2 separate regions of the Mus musculus genome follow, and region 2 is linked to region 1. Evidence: chromatin contacts called from public Hi-C data. All regions are on one chromosome and are shown on one strand. The core of a region is the stretch at or near the end of the contact, and the rest is flanking DNA. Distances in the headings are between cores, read along the strand shown.

Region 1 (7,902 bases), core at 5,260-7,759:
AGTGTAAGAGAGTGAGGTGGGGATGAACAGCCCTTTTTATAGTCTTCTCTGTTGCTAGGTAACTGGGGAGGAGTTTAGCCTGAAGGTCAGAAGCTTGGGCAATTGCCTACATGACTATTGACCATGCGTCCTTTGTGGAGGCTATTCATCACCAAAGGAAGTCAGGACTGGAACTCAAGCAGGTCAGAAAGCAGGAGCTGATGCAGAGGCCATGGAGGGATGTTGTTTACTGGCTTGCTCAGCTTGCTCTCTTATGGAACCCAAGACTACCAGCCCAGAGATGGTCCCACCCACAAGGGGCCTTTCCCCCTTGATCACTAATTGAGGAAAGGCTTTACAGTTGGATCTCATGGAGGCATTTCCTCAACTGAACCTCCTTTCTCTGTGATAACTCCAGCTGTGTCAAGTTGACACAAAACTAGCCAGTACAATGCAGGAAATGCATTTGAGAAAATGCAACACCCCTTCATGCTAAAAGTACTGGAGTGATCAGGAATTCAAGGCACATAACTCAATATAATAGCAATTTACTGCAAACCAACAGCCAATATCAAATTAAATGGAGACATACATGAACCAATCCCACTGAAATCAGGAATGAGACAAGGATGCCCACTCTCCCCATATCTATTCAATATAGTACTCAAAGTGTTATCTAGAACAATAAGACAACAAAAAGAGATCAAGGAAATACAAATTGGTAAAGAAGAAATAAAGGTATCACTACTTGCAGATGATATGATAGTATACATAAGCGACCCAAAAAATTCTACCAGAGAACTTCTCCAGCTGATAAACAACTTTTGCAAAGTGGCTGGATATAAAATTAACTCAAATAAATCAGTAGCCTTTCTTTATACAAACAATAAACCAGGCTGAGAAAGAAATTAGGGAAACAATTCCCTTCATGATAGCCACAAATAGTATAAAATATCTTGGGGTAACTCTAACCAAACAAGTGAAAGACTTGTATGACCATAACTTCAAATCTCTCAAGAGAGAAATCGAAGATCTCAGAAAATGGAGAGATCTCTCGTGCTCATGGATTGGCAGAATTAACATAGTAACACTGGCCATCCTACCAAAGGCAATCTATATATTTAATGCAATCCCCATCAAAATTCCAACACAATTCTTCAAAGACATGGAAAGAGCAATTACCAAATTCATCTGGAAAGGCAAAAAAAAAAAAAAAAAAAAAACAGAATAGCGAAAACAATTAACAATAAAAGAACAGCTGGGGGAATCACCATCCCTGACCTCAAGCTTTACTACAGAGCAATAATGATAAAAACTGCATGGTATTGGTACAGAGGCAGATATGTTGATCAATGGAATAGAATTGAAGACCCAGAAATAAAACCACACACTTATCTTCACTTGATCTTTGAAAAATATGCCAAAAATATACAATTAAAAATAAAGCATCTTCAATGAATGGTGGTGGTCTAACTGACTGTCTATATGTGGAAAAATGAAATTAGACCCATATTTAACACCTTGCAGAAAGCTCAAGTCCAAGTGGATCAAGGGCCTCAACATAAAACCAGATATACTGGATCTAAAAGAAGAGAAAGTGGGGGAAAGCCTCAAACACATTGGCACAGGGCCACATTTTCTAAACAGAACTACAATGCCTAATGCTCTAAGATCAAGAATTGATAAGTAGAACCTCATCAAATTGGAAAGCTTCTGTAAGGCAAAGGACATAGTCAATAAGACAAATAGGCAACCTACAGATTGGGCAAAAATCTTCACCAACCCCACATGCGATACAGAGCTAATATCCAAAATATATAAGGAACTCAAGAAGCTAACCACCAAAAAACCAAACAACCCAATGGAAAAAAAATGGAGTATAAAACTAAACAGATAATTCACAACAGGAGAAATCTCAAATGGCTGAGAAGCACCTAAAGAAATGTTCAAAGTCATTAGTGATCAGGGAAATGCAAATCAAATGACCCTGAGATTCCACCTTACACCAATCAGAATGGCTAAGATCAATACCTCAGGTGACAACACATGTTAGAGAGGATGTGGAGAAAGAGGAACACCCCTCCATTGCTGATGGGATTGAAAACTGGTACAACCACTCTGGAAATCAATCTGGAGTTTCCTCAGAAAATTGGAAATAGATCTACCTGAAGACCCAGCTGTACCACTCTTGGGAATATACCCAAAAGTTGCCCCACCAAATGCCACAGGAGCATGTGTTCCACTATGTTCATAGCAGCCTTGCTTGTGATAGCCAGAAGTTGGAAACAACCCAGATGTCCCATGACAGAAGAATGGTTACAGAAAATGTGGTTCATTTACACAATCGATAACTACTCAGTTATTAAGAATGATAGTATACATAAGTGATCCCAAAAATTCTACCAGAGACCTCCTACAGCAGATAAACATCTTCTGCCAAGTAGCTGGATATAAAATTAACTCTAACAAATCAGTGGGCTTCCTCTACTCAAAGATAAATGGCCAGAGAAAGAAATTAAGGAAACAACACTCTTCTCAATAGTCACAAATAATATAAAATATCTTGATGTGATTCTAACCAAGCAACTGAAAGATCTGTATTACAAGAACATCAAGTCTCTGAAAGAAATAGAAGACCTGAGAAGATGGGAAGATGCCCCATGCTCACAGATTGGCAGGATTAATATAGTAAAAATGGTCATCTTGCTGAAAGCCATCTACAGATTCAATGCAATCCCCGTCAAAATTCCAACTCAATTTTTCATAGAGTTAGAAAGAGAAATTCTCAAATTCATTTGGAAAAAACAAAAAACTCAGGATAGCAAAAACTATTTTCAACATTAGTAGAACTAATGGGGAAATTACCACCCCTGGCCTCAAAATGTACTACAGAGAAATAGTGATTTAAAAAAAAAAAAAAGCATGGTATTGGTACAGAGACAGGTAGGTAGATTGATGGAATAGAATTGAAAACCCAGAAATGAACCCGGACATCTATGGTCACTTGATTTTTGACAAAGAAGCTAAAACCGTCCAGTGGTGGTGGTGGAGAAACAACATTTTCAATAAATGGTGCTGGTTCAACTGATGGTCAGTATGTAGAAGAATGCAAATCAATCCTTTCTTATCTCCTTGTACAAAGCTCAAGTCCAAGTGGATCAAGGACATCCACATAAAACCAGATAGAAAGGAAAGTGGGGGAAGAGCCTCAAACACATAGGCACAGGGAAACTTTCCTGAACAGAACACCAATGGCTTATGCTCTAAGATCAAGAGTAGACAAATGGGATCTCATAAAACTGCAAAGTTTCTGTAAGGCAAAGGACACTGTCAATAGGAGAAAATGGCACCCCACAGATTGGGAAAAGATCTTTACTAGTCCTACATCTGATAGAGGGCTATTATCCAATATATACAAAGAACTCAAGAAGTTAGACTCCAGAGAACCAAATAACCATATTTAGAAATGGAGTACAGAGCTCAACAGAGAATTCTCAGCTGAGGAGTATCAAACGGCTGAGAAACACCCCAAGATGTTCAGCATCCTTAGTCATCAGGGAAATGCACATCAGAATGATGATGCTGAGATTCTACTTCACACCAATCAGAATAGCTAAGATCAAAAATTCAGGTGACAGCAGATGCTGGTGAGGATGTGAAGAAAGAAGCACACTCCTCCATTGTTGGTGGGATTGCAAGCTAGTATTACCACTCTGGAAATCAGTCTGGTGGTTCCTGAGAAAATTGGACATAATACTACCTGAGGACCCACCTATACCACTCCTTGGCATATACCCAAAAGATGCTCCATATAACAAGGATACATGCTCTACTATGTTTATAGCAACATTATTTATAATAGGCAGAAGCTGGAAAGAACCCAGATGTCCCTCAACAGAAAAATGGATACAGAAAATGTGGTACATTTACAGAATGGAGTAATACTCAGCTATTAAAAACAATGACTTCATGAAATTCTCAGGCAAATGGATGGAACTAGAAAATATCATCCTGAGTGAGGTATCCCGGACACAAAAGAACACATATGGCATTCACTCACTGATAAGTGGATATTAGCCCAAAAGCTCACAATGCCTGTGACACAACCCACAGACCATATGGAACTTAAGAGGAAGGAAGATCAGGGTGTGGATGCTTCAGTCCTGCATTGAGTCGGAAAGAGGATGATCGTGGGATGTGGAGGGAGGGGGGATCTGGGGAGGAGAGAGGAGGGGGAGAAAACAAGGTGGGCAGTATCAGGTACTAGAGAGGATGGGAGAAAGATACAGAGGGTTAGGAAATGGAATAAAAACATGTAGCAGTAGGGGATGAGGAACTGGGGATAGCCACTGGAGATTCCCAGACTCCATGGAAAGGAGAGGGCCCCAGCACCCAGGGGGTATGAGATTATCGGAAAAGCCCAGAGAGGAGCAGATAGAACTTGTAGAGACCACCTCCAGTAGATAAGCACAGCCCGAAGCCAAGGGAAGGGACCACCTACCCATCTCAGAGTTTTTAACACAGAAATGTTCCTGTTCAAAGGAAGAACAGGGACAAAAATGGAGCAGAGACTGAAGGAAAGGCCATCTGAGAACTGCCTCACCTGGGGGTCCATCTTGTCTGCAGACACCAAACACTGTTGCTGTGGTTAAGAGGTGCTTGCTGACAGGAAGTTGCTTGGGAGTTTAGGCCAGCAACCTATCAATGCAGATGTGGATGCTTGGAGCCAACCATCAGACTGAGCTCAGGAACTTAGGTGGGGGAGCTGGTGGGAGGACTGGAGGAGCAGAGGGGGATTGCAACCCCATAGAAAGAACAACTGGATCACCCAGTGCTCCCAGGGACTAGACTACAAACCAAGGCGTGTACAGGACACTATACACTGGATCAGTGGGTAGGAGAGGGTAGGTGGGGTTGGAAGAGCACCCTCATAGAGGCAAAGGGGAAGGAAAAGAGGGCAGATATGGGATGGGGGATGGGGCTTGTGGAAGGGTTACTCGGAAGTGAGATATCATTTGAGATGTAAATGAATGGGATGATTAATAAATAAATAAACCCATTTTTTGTTTACAAGTGAATTATGGACACTAGTGTATTCGTATTTCATGCATAGTATGAACCCAGTCTTGAAATATCTCTATACTGGGCTTGATTTAAAGCTCTAGTTCCTCTTGCCCTAAACCCATTCATGAATGTCTTAGGATGCTTCCTACAGAATCTTTCTTGAAAGGATTGATGATCAGTTTCCATACAAAGTTATAACATTCTGATAACATAAAATAGCACCAATTCTAGCACATCCTTGTGTTGTACTGTTCCAAAAGTCAGACATATGGTAACCATCACATAGAGTGTGATACCTGGATCCACACATCCTTCATGGGACATCATATTTCAGAACCCAGAAGAATTTTGGGCCAGCATAAAAGATCCACTGCAGTAGAAGTTGAGCTTGTGTTCAAAGGTAAACTTCTAGTAGGAATTCAACAACTGAGATGCAAATCCTGGCTTTAAGTCTCTGTGGTAAGATAAGTCTCTGTGTTGAGATTCTCTCGGGGTAGCAGATTACAGTCATCACAATTGCAGGGCCTAACAAAAGCAAAGGACAGAAAGTCCGTGCAGTGGGTTTACTAGTTACTTTTTCTTGCTGTGATAAAACGCCATGACCAAAGCAGCTCATGAGTCTAATTTGGTTTGCACTTTCTGAGAGTCCTTAGTAGTGGCAGGGGCATAGAAACAGGCTGGAACAAGAACCTGGGAGATCACATCTTCAACCACACAGAGAGAACATAGAAAGAATTGGAAATGGGGTGAGGTCAGAAATTCTCAAACCTACCCCAGTGAGCGACTGCCTAAAGCAGGGTTTACACCTTTTTATGGTTCCTTAAGGTGTCCAAACAGCACCACCAATGGGGACCATGTGGTCAAATATTGAAACTCAGTGGGACATTTCTCATTGTGTCACACAGTAGGATTTATAGACCATTACCCATTCTGAAGACTCCTCCAACATGTGCACACAAAAATAATGTAAATCACTGAATTAATAATTGGAAACACGGGGTACTCTTTTCTTAGAATAGGGAAGAATGTGGATTTTAAATGTAAGGAAGATAGGTTCTACACAGGCCTTGTCATGTAGCTGGTGTGTAACCTTAGCTGGCCACTTTTCAAATCTCGCTATGTTCCAGTTTGTTTGTCTACAATCTGGACCAAAAGAATCTCTCCCTAGTTCAAGAGTATTGAAACAAAGATGTCCCTGGAAAACTGTTTTTATTGTTTTTCTCATCTGTGTTATATTTTAAAACTGTTGGCGGATTTCCAGATCCTATCCGTTGCAAATATTATATAAAAAGGAAGAAAAAAAGATACTCAAGAAATGAAAGTTGGGCCCAACTCTGACCTAAAGAAAAAGGGGACAGCGCCAGGTGCTCCCGCCGATGTCCAGCAGGGGACGCTGCGGGCGGCGGAGCCAGAGACGCGACCGGAAGTCAGACTGGCGGCTCTGGGGAACCTGTGACGACTCCTCCTGCTTCCGCTGGTGGCCCAGGGCTGTGCTTGGTTCTGTCAGCCGGCTCCTGTGCTGTAGCCATGCCGCTAGAAAACCTAGAAGAAGAGGGACTGCCCAAGAACCCCGACCTGCGCATCGCGCAGCTGCGGTTTCTGCTTAGCCTGCCGGAGCACCGCGGGGACGCGGCGGTGCGCGAGGAGTTGATGGCGGCCGTCCGGGAAAACAGTGAGGCCAGCGAGCGCCGAGTCAGCGGCCTAGGCGGGGCGGTCGGGGTGCCTGGCGGGCGTCTCCGGTCGAGGCTTCATGGAGACCCCTAGGGAGGCCTCCTGGACCCGAGAGGGGCTTGCTTGCCTTAGTGGGTTCTTCCCCGCCGCGAGACGTCCAGGGAAGCCTCGGGTGCTTGTCGCGGCTGGACTCCCGGCAAAGGCGCCGCGGCTTTAGTGATGCCTGTCGGTGTTTAGCTGCCGGCCAAGGGACAGTCAGGGTTCTGTCCCTAGTAGTCGAGTCGAATCGGTGTCCTTTCCCTGACATGAGGACTCCTTTGGAACAGGAGCCGACCAGAGCAAACTGAGGATTCGATTCCCTTCCCCTTGGCCTTAGTCGCGATCAGACCTGCTAAGATCGGCTCTCAAGCAGGCTCCCAGCTTCAAACCTTAGCCGTGCTACCCAGGCCCATAGTTGGGAGGCGTCTGCTAGCTGACCTTCGGTGGGGTGGGAAAAGCGAGCAGAAGCTAACAGGATACCTCATAATGCGTGATTTGTGGCTTTTAGATATGGCTCCTTATTATGAAGCCTTGTGTAAATCCCTCGACTGGCAGATGGACGTGGATCTCCTGAGTAAAATGAAGAAAGCAAACGAAGAAGAGTTGAAACGTTTGGATGAGGAGCTGGAGGATGCAGAGAAGAATCTGGGAGAAAGTGAAATTCGAGATGCAATGATGGCAAAAGCAGAGTACCTCTGTCAGATAGGTGACAAGGTCAGTGAGATGCCCTGCCCGCTCTGGGTAGGTGACAGGGTCAGTGAGATGCCCTGCCCGCTCTGGGTAGGTGACAGGGTCAGTGAGATGCCCTGCCCGCTCTGCAGATGAGAGGTGCTCCCTATTTTCTGGAGGTACAGACCAATGTTGTACATCAGTGCAAATGAGTAATATCTCACTGGATAAGAGAATCTTTCTGTTTTAACTGGAAGGATAATCATATTTACCTGTACTGAAGAGTCAGTACAGGAACAGTAGATACATGACAATGTTGCAGCACCCAATTCCCTGCTCTTAACAGAGCAAGGTGTGCGTTAGTCTTCCTTACTGTGTCATTAAAAACAAGTACACATGAGGCTAGAGAGAAGAGGCTTGGTGGTTTAAGACTGTATACTGCAGATCATCCTGGAGGAGACCTAAGTGCAGTTCCCACCA
Region 2 (7,655 bases), core at 1,465-3,964, 170 kb before region 1:
CGTCCAACTGCTCCACAGCCACAACTTCTCCCCACCCCACACCGTCTCCACGTGGATGCCCCACCCCCCACCACACCTGACCTCTAAACTCCCTGGGGCCTCCAGTCTCCTGAGGGTTAGGTGCAAGCTCTCTGAATGAACCCAGACCCGGAAGTCCTCTACTGTATATGTGTTGGAGGCCTCATATCAGCTGATGTATGCTGTCTGTTTGGTGGTCCAGTGTTTGGGAGAACTCAGGGGTCCACATAGAGACTGCTGGTCCTCCTACAGGATTGCACTTATCTTCAGCTTTTTTCAGTCTTCCTTAATTCAACAACAGGGGTCAGCTGCTTCTTAGCAAGTGGAGATAAGTCGCGTGAATCCAATGTAGTCAACTCTAAACAAAGAAACATAGGAACAGACCCAGTTCAGGCTCTGAGTTTCCCTGTTGTAAATAGAAACAGTATAAGTAAAGTTGCCTGCTTCCTATAAGCAGGTATTAATAGAAGTTTGATTTAATTGTTTTTAAAGATAGAATAAAATACAGATTTAGCCTGAGTCACATGGGAAATTTTTCTTGATGTTCAGAACTAGTGCAGGGAAAAAAATACAGTGGCTCCAGGCAGACACCATAATAAGTAAAAGCTGGGCTCTATCTTGGGCACAATCTCAAAGTACAGTCCCAAAGTCCCCAGAGGAGAGGATTCTCCACTTCTGGGCATTCTAATGTGCCCAGGATCTTAGGAGCACCTGAGAGTAGGAAACAACATCTGCTCCAACACCACCAGGTGTAACTGGGACCATCAGTTTCCAGGGACGTAGGAACTCCCGCCCTGCCAGTGGCTTAGGGTCCTTCTGGTCAGCACCACTGTAGCTTGGGCACAATCTTAGCAGACAATTCCAAGTTGCCCAGAGGAGAGAAGTCTCCACTCCCGGAGTCTAACATGCCTAGTATCTTAGGATTCCAGGGTCACAGGATGCCATGAGCTTGGTCACACCAGGTTCTCAACATCTCAGAAGCATCTCAACGGTTGGAGATGTGCACCACTGGGATTGGCTGCCCACTATCAGTCAGTTAACGCCACGAGAAAGGCAGGGCTCAGGTAACGGAATGATACCCTGACGCCTGCACACATTTTACTACGAGCAACGGATGTCAGCGCCATCTTGTAACGGTGACTGTGAGGGCGGCTCCTCACAGGGGGCAATCATAAGAACAGAAGGAACAGAAACTAAGGTTACTTGACATCATCAGAAACCAATTCTCCCACCATAGCAAGTCCTGGATACACCACCACACGAGAAAAGCAAGATATGAACTAAAGTCACTTCTCATGATGATGATGGGGGACTTTAAGAAGTACATAAATAACTACCTTAAAGAAGTACTGAAGAACACAAGTAAACAAATAGAAACACTTAGAGAGGAAACACAAAACTCCCTTAAAGAATTACAAGATAACAACCAAATAGGTGAAGGAATTGAACAAAACCACGCGAAATCTAAGGATGGAAGTAGAAATGAAAGATCCTGACAGAACGTAAAAGGTCACAGAAGCCCTGAAATTGGCAAAATAGATTTCATTGTTAGCAGAACTAGCTTCACTGATTTAGAAAAATAGAGGTGCACAATGTTCTGTCTGTTTCTTGAATCCAAGTGTGTGCCCACTGTTGCACCTCACTGCCAAGTGTTTGTGATATTGGTTGCTGGGATAGAGTCAGAAAATCTCCCCAGCAACCACAGTCAGGGCCAATCCGGAGTTACTGCACCTTCTTTAGACTCTTTCCTTGTTTCCCTCCCATACACATTTCTTGAGAAATCAATCATTTTAGAATAGACATTGTTTAGATCTGGAAATCCCCTATTCCCTCCTTCTCCTTTCCCCCTTGAGGACCTATAAAAACTGAGACCCCTTTCCCCTCGGGGTCAACTCCTCTACCCCTGCGTGGGACACGAGTCGTCCCCAGAGCTCTGGGTTTCCTTGAATAAAGCCTCATGTGGTTTGCATCAAGCTTGGTCTCTCATGAGTTTTTGGGGGTCCGTTATTATCCCGAGACTTGAGTGAGGGGCTCTCTTCAGAGTTCTTTCATCGGGGGCTTCTCCGGGATTGGTGCAACCACTCACATGTCCAAAGACTCACTTGGAGGTGAGATTCCTTATCTAAAAATATTTCTGTGAGCCAGTGAGGTTCAGTGCTGAAATTTGCAGCTGTGACTGTTTCTGAGAAACGGAGACCCATGCCTCTGGATGAGGCACGGAGTGTGAACAGCAGACATGCTGGAATCACTGCCTGCCCACTCTGGGGGACGCCTAAGCGCGAGGGGAAGGACTCCTGGATTCTGTCTGGGGTGGGGAGTGAAGAGTCAGTAGTCTTCCTAGATTGGAGGACTTATGCACTTCCCCAACCTTTTGCATTTCTGAGTTAGTTTTGTCTGTCCATTAGAAGACAGGCATTTGTCAGTGTGTGTGTGTGTGTGTGTGTGTGTGTGTGTGTGTTTTGTGTCTGTTTCGTGTGTGCGTTTATTTTTTTAATGTGTCTGTTTTGTGTTTTCTGTGGTTTGTCATTGTTTACTGTCTGGCAGGGAAACCATGGATTCCCCAGCAAAGGTCAGGCTCCCGAGTCCTGACTCTTCTTGAAACAAAAGTGAAACCAAAAGGTTCCTCCCAAAAGGGAGCCTCCTCTTCAACCCACAGCTCCCCTAAGTCCCTCCCCCTCTGCCCTAACTTCTACTCCGGCTGGTTCCCGCTCCTCTGCAGGTCCCTGCGCCTGGCCCTGGGATCACTGGAGGCACAGCCGGAGGACTGGCTGCCAGGACCCAGAGCCAACAAGCCCAGAGTCCCCCAGCAGATGGAGCTCCTGGCACCACTTCTGCTTTTCCTTTGCGAGCTGTGGGCGACCTGCCCATGGACCCACAATCTCTGCATATCTGTACAATTGGAATGCTGGGTTCCCTCTGGACTGGCCAGATTGGAACTACAACACGGCTCAAGGTAGGGAGAGGTTAGCAGTTTACCCCCAGGCTCTGGTCTAAAGGGAGTGGTGAGACGCCCCACCAATTTGGCTAAGATAAGAGAGGTGATGCAGGGCCCTACCGAGCCCCCATCTGTTTTTCTGGAAAGATTGATGGAAGCTTATAGAAGAGAAGAGAGGGAAAAGCATGAAGAAGAAGAGAGGGAGAATAAGAGAGATAGAAGACAGGAGAGGAATTTAAACAGAATTTTGGCTGCAGTAGTAGGGGAGCATAAAAGAAGGAACAGGCCAGAGAATAGACAGACAGGGTACCTGGGCAACAGGGAACCTAGACCTGGAGGAATAAGACCGGTCCAGAAGACTTTAGGGAAGGACCAATGTGTCTATTGCAAAGAAAAAGGACTGTGACTCAAATACCGGCTACTTCAAGACAGGTGAGAGAATTCTTGGGCACTGCTAGGTTCTGAAGACTTTGGATACCTGGGTTTGCAACACTGGCTGCCCCCTTGTACCCCCTGACCAAGAAAAGTAGAGAATTCAGATGGATATAGGAACATCAGAGAGCCTTTGAAAATATTAAGGAGGCCCTGTTGACTGCACCAGCCTTGACATTGCCAGATCTAACCAAACCCTTCATCCTCTATGTTGATGAGAGGGCGGGGGAGACCAGAGGAGTTCTTACTCAGGCTCTAGGGCCATAGAAGAGGCCTATGACATATTTGTCTAAGAAGCTGGACCCAGTGGCCAGCGGATAGCCCATATGTTTAAAGGCCATTGCTGCAGTAGCCTTACTCGTTAAGTTAACTTTGGGACAGCAAATGACTGTGGTAGCCCCCACTCTCTTGAAAGCATTATCTGCCGGCCCCCAGACCAATAGATGACAAACAACTGAATGACCCACTAACAGAGTCTGTTACTGACTGAATGGATCGTGCTTGCTCCTCCTGCTATCCTCAATCCTGCTACCCTCCTGACTGAAACAGATGATTCCTCACCCATTCACTGCTGTGCGGACATCCTTGTGGAAGAAACTGGGATCCATAGTGATCTATGAGACCAGCCATGGCCAGTCGTTCCAAACTGTTACACAGAAGCAGCTTCCTAGTAAAAGGCCCTTCAGATGGCTGAGGGGCGGCCCATTAACATCTACACTGATAGCAGTTTTTATAGATACCTTTTCAGGATGGGTGGAGACCTACCCAACCAAAAAAGAAACTGCCAATGTTGTGGCTAAGAAGATCCTAGAAGAAATTTTTCCGCGGTTCAGAATATGTAGGGTAATAGGATCTGACAACGGTTGTTGCCCAGGTAAGTCAGGGACTGGGCATCCAACTGGGGATTGATTAAAAATTACATTGTGCTTATAGACCTCAGAGTTCAGGACAGGTAGAAAAGATGAATAGAACTCTAAAAGAGACCTTGATTAAATTTACCTTAGAGACTGGTGGGAATGACTGGACAGACCTCCTTCCCTTTGCCTTGTTCCACGTCAGGAACACACCGGGAAAATTTAAGCTCACTCCATATGAAATCCTATATGGGGGGGGGGGCTCCCCTGCTCACTGAAGTGGGGAGAATGTTAGATCCTCTAGAATCTAACCCTGGTCCTTCATTGTTTACACACATGAAAGCCCTAGAAGTGTTCAGAAACACCGCCTGGGAGAAGCTCAAGGAGGCCTACGAACCAGGAGATTTAATGTTATCACACAAGTTCCGGGTGGGAGATGCAGTTCTCATCCTACGACACCGAGCTGGGAAACTAGAACCTCATTGGAAAGGACCTTACATCATGCTGCTGACCACCCCCACTGCTGTCAAAGTAGAAGGCATCTCTGCTTAGATTCATGTCTCTCACATAAAGCGAGTTCCTAAAGAATAAATCCCCTTGGTTGATCATCCTCATTTCTACTCTGATGGGCCCTCTAATAATTTTGCTCTTACTGCTGACATGTGGCCCGCTAATTCTTAATAAATTAGTGACCTTTGTTAGAGATAAGTTTGGTGCCATCCAGCTGTTAGTACTAAGACAACAATACCAGTCTCTGTAGAACCTTGAAGAAGAGATTGCAGTCTAGTTCTAAGATTAGAACTAGTAACTAGAAGAAGTGGGGAATGAAAGATCCTGGCAGAATGTAAAAGGGCACAGAAGCCCTGAAATTGGCAAAATAGATTTCATTGTTAGCAGAACTAGTTTTGAAAGACTCCGAGAGGAGCCCCTCGCTCAGGCCTCAGGACAATAGCGGACACCCAAGAACTCATGACAGACTGAGCTTGTTGCAAACCACATGAGGCTTTATTCGGGGAAAGCCAGAGCTCTGGGGACGACTCATATCCCACGCAGGGGTAGAGGAGTCGTCCTCGAGGGGAAAGAGTTCCCAGTTTTTATAGGCCCTCAGGGGGGAAAGGAGAAGGGGGAGATTAGGGGATTTCCAGATCTAAACAATGTCTATTCTCAAGAAATGGGTATGGGAGGGGTACAAGGAAAGAGTCTAATGAAGGTGCAGCAATGAGCACACACCTGGTCAGAACATTGGCAGACACACAGGTTCAAGGAGTGGCCAGAGCATTGTGCACCTCTATTTTTCTAAATCAGTGAAGCTAGTTCTGCTAACACTGACGTCTATCTTGCCAATTTCAGGGCTTCTGTGTCCTTTTACATTCTGCCAGGATCTTTCAGTTTCACTGATTTAGAAAAATAGAGGTGCACAATGCTCTGGCCATTTCTTGAACCCATGTGTCTGCCAATGTTCTGACCATTCCTTGAACCCAGGTGTGTGCCCACTGCTGCACCTCACTGCCAGGTGTTTGTGATATTGGTTGCTGGGATAGAGTCAGAAAATCTCCCCAGCAACCACAGTTGGGGCCAATCCAGAGTTAATCCACCTTCATTAGACTCTTTCCTTGTTTCCCTCCCATACACATTTCTTGAGAAATCAATCATTTTAGAATAGACATTGTTTAGACCTGGAAATCCCCTATTTCCTCCTTCTCCTTTCCCCCTTGAGGACCTATAAAACCTGAGACCCCTTTCCCCTAGGGGTTGACTCCTCTACCCCTGCGTGGGAAACGAGTCATCCCCAGAGCTCTGGGTTTCCTCGAATAAAACCTCATGTGGTTTGCATCAAGCTTGGTCTCTCATGAGTTCTTGGGGGTCCGCTATTATCCCAAGACTTGAGTGATGGTCTCCCTTTGGAGGTCTTTCAGAAACAATAAAGAAATCACAAAGGGAGACCACTCTGGAAGTAGAAAACCTAGGAAAGAGATCAGGCGTCATAGACGCAAGCATCATCAACAGAGTACAAGAGATATAGGTGAGAATCTCAGGTGCTGAAGATACCATAGAAAACATGGACATAACTGTTATATATCAGCCCACGACATACATGAACTGGGTACACTTAGGAGGCAGGCTGGGGCTGAAAGAGACTTAGACTGCAAGAAAGGAATATGAAGCCATGACAAATGTGCTGATCAAGGCCTGAGAGTTTATTAAGAGAGTGTGCTTATAAGGGGGAAGGCCCACCCCCCGCCAGCCTATTCTTGGTGCCTGGAGCCAGCCCATAGGCGGTCTACAGGGAGTGTCTTTGGAACATTTCAAGGACCTTTCAGCAGGAAGCAGAGTCTTGGAGAAGAGCAAATAGAGCCATCAAGGTCAGAAGGCTCTACCCTAGGTAATCTCCTTCTTAGTGGGAGCAAGGTCAAAGTCTGGATCAGCCTGGTTCAAGACTGAGGGAGGCTACACATAACAATCAAAGAAAATGCAAAATGCAAAAAGATCCTAACTCAAAACATCCAGGAAATCCAAGTCACAATGAGAAGACCAGACCTAAGGATAATAGGAATAGAAGAGAGTGAAGATTTTCAACTTAAAGGGCCAGTAAATATCTTCAACAAAAATAAAGAAGAAAACTTCCCTAACCTAAAGAGAGAGATACCCACGAACATATAAGAAGCCTACAGAACTCCAAATAGACTGACCAGAAAATAAATTCCTCCTTTCACATAATAATCAAAGCATCAAATACACAAACCAAAGAAAGAATATTAAAAGCAGTAAGGGAAAAAGGTCAAGTAACATATAAAGGCAGACCCATCAGAATTACACCAGACCTCACCAGAGACAATGAAAGCCAGAAGATCCTGGACAGATGTCATACAGATCCTAAGAGAACACAAATTCCAGCCTAGGCTATTATACCCAGCAAAACTCCAAAATATAATAACTCCAGCAAAAAAAATAGATGGAGAAACCAAAGTATTCTATGACAAAACCAAATTCTCACAATATCTTTCTACAAATCCAGCTCTTCAAAGGATAACAAAGGGAAACTCTAACACAAGGAGGAAACTACTATCTAGAAAAAAATGAAAGTAATCTTTCAGCAAAAGTAAAAGAAGATAGCCACATGAACACAGTTCCAACTCTTCCAACAAAAATAACAGGTAGCAACAATTACTTTCCATTAATATCTCTTAATATCAATGGACTAAATTCCCCAATAAACAGACATAGGATAACAGAATGGTTAAGTAAATAGGACCCAACATTTTGCTACATACAGGAAAACCACCTCAATGACAAAGACAGAAACTACCTCAGACTAAAAGGATGCAAAACAATTTTCTAAATAACTGATCCCAAGAAACAAGCTGGAGTAGCCTTTATAGTATCAAAAAAAATTGACTTTCAACCTAAAGTTACCA

Evidence for each region. A called contact is a pair of places that touch in the nucleus more often than the background predicts.
Region 2: a Hi-C map of muscle stem cells shows a contact between it and region 1, with 4 times the contacts expected there. The contact joins the enhancer-like site here to the promoter of Psmd6 in region 1. A contact is called at or near these places in 4 of 484 Hi-C or Micro-C datasets (LSK cells, muscle stem cells, myocytes and 1 more), 2 of 115 datasets of contacts at active chromatin or transcription factors (bone marrow-derived macrophages and embryonic stem cells) and 2 of 9 other capture datasets (adipose tissue and pancreatic islet).

Annotation. Positions count from the first base shown.
Region 1 is chr14:14,119,552-14,127,453 of GRCm38.p6, reverse strand. It overlaps Psmd6 (proteasome (prosome, macropain) 26S subunit, non-ATPase, 6), which reads left to right and starts at 6,509. Exons shown (of 8, transcript NM_025550.3): 1 at 6,509-6,715; 2 at 7,262-7,467. The coding sequence starts at 6,571.
Region 2 is chr14:14,289,715-14,297,369 of GRCm38.p6, reverse strand. No RefSeq gene overlaps it. Among named protein-coding and RNA genes, the nearest start is that of Olfr31, 35 kb to the left of the region's middle. Within about 2 kb of position 2,714, at least 146 of the 459 cell types and tissues checked have an H3K27ac peak or open chromatin away from gene starts, as enhancers often do. A contact at or near this core is called in adipose tissue, bone marrow-derived macrophages, muscle stem cells and 3 more, where this site is marked.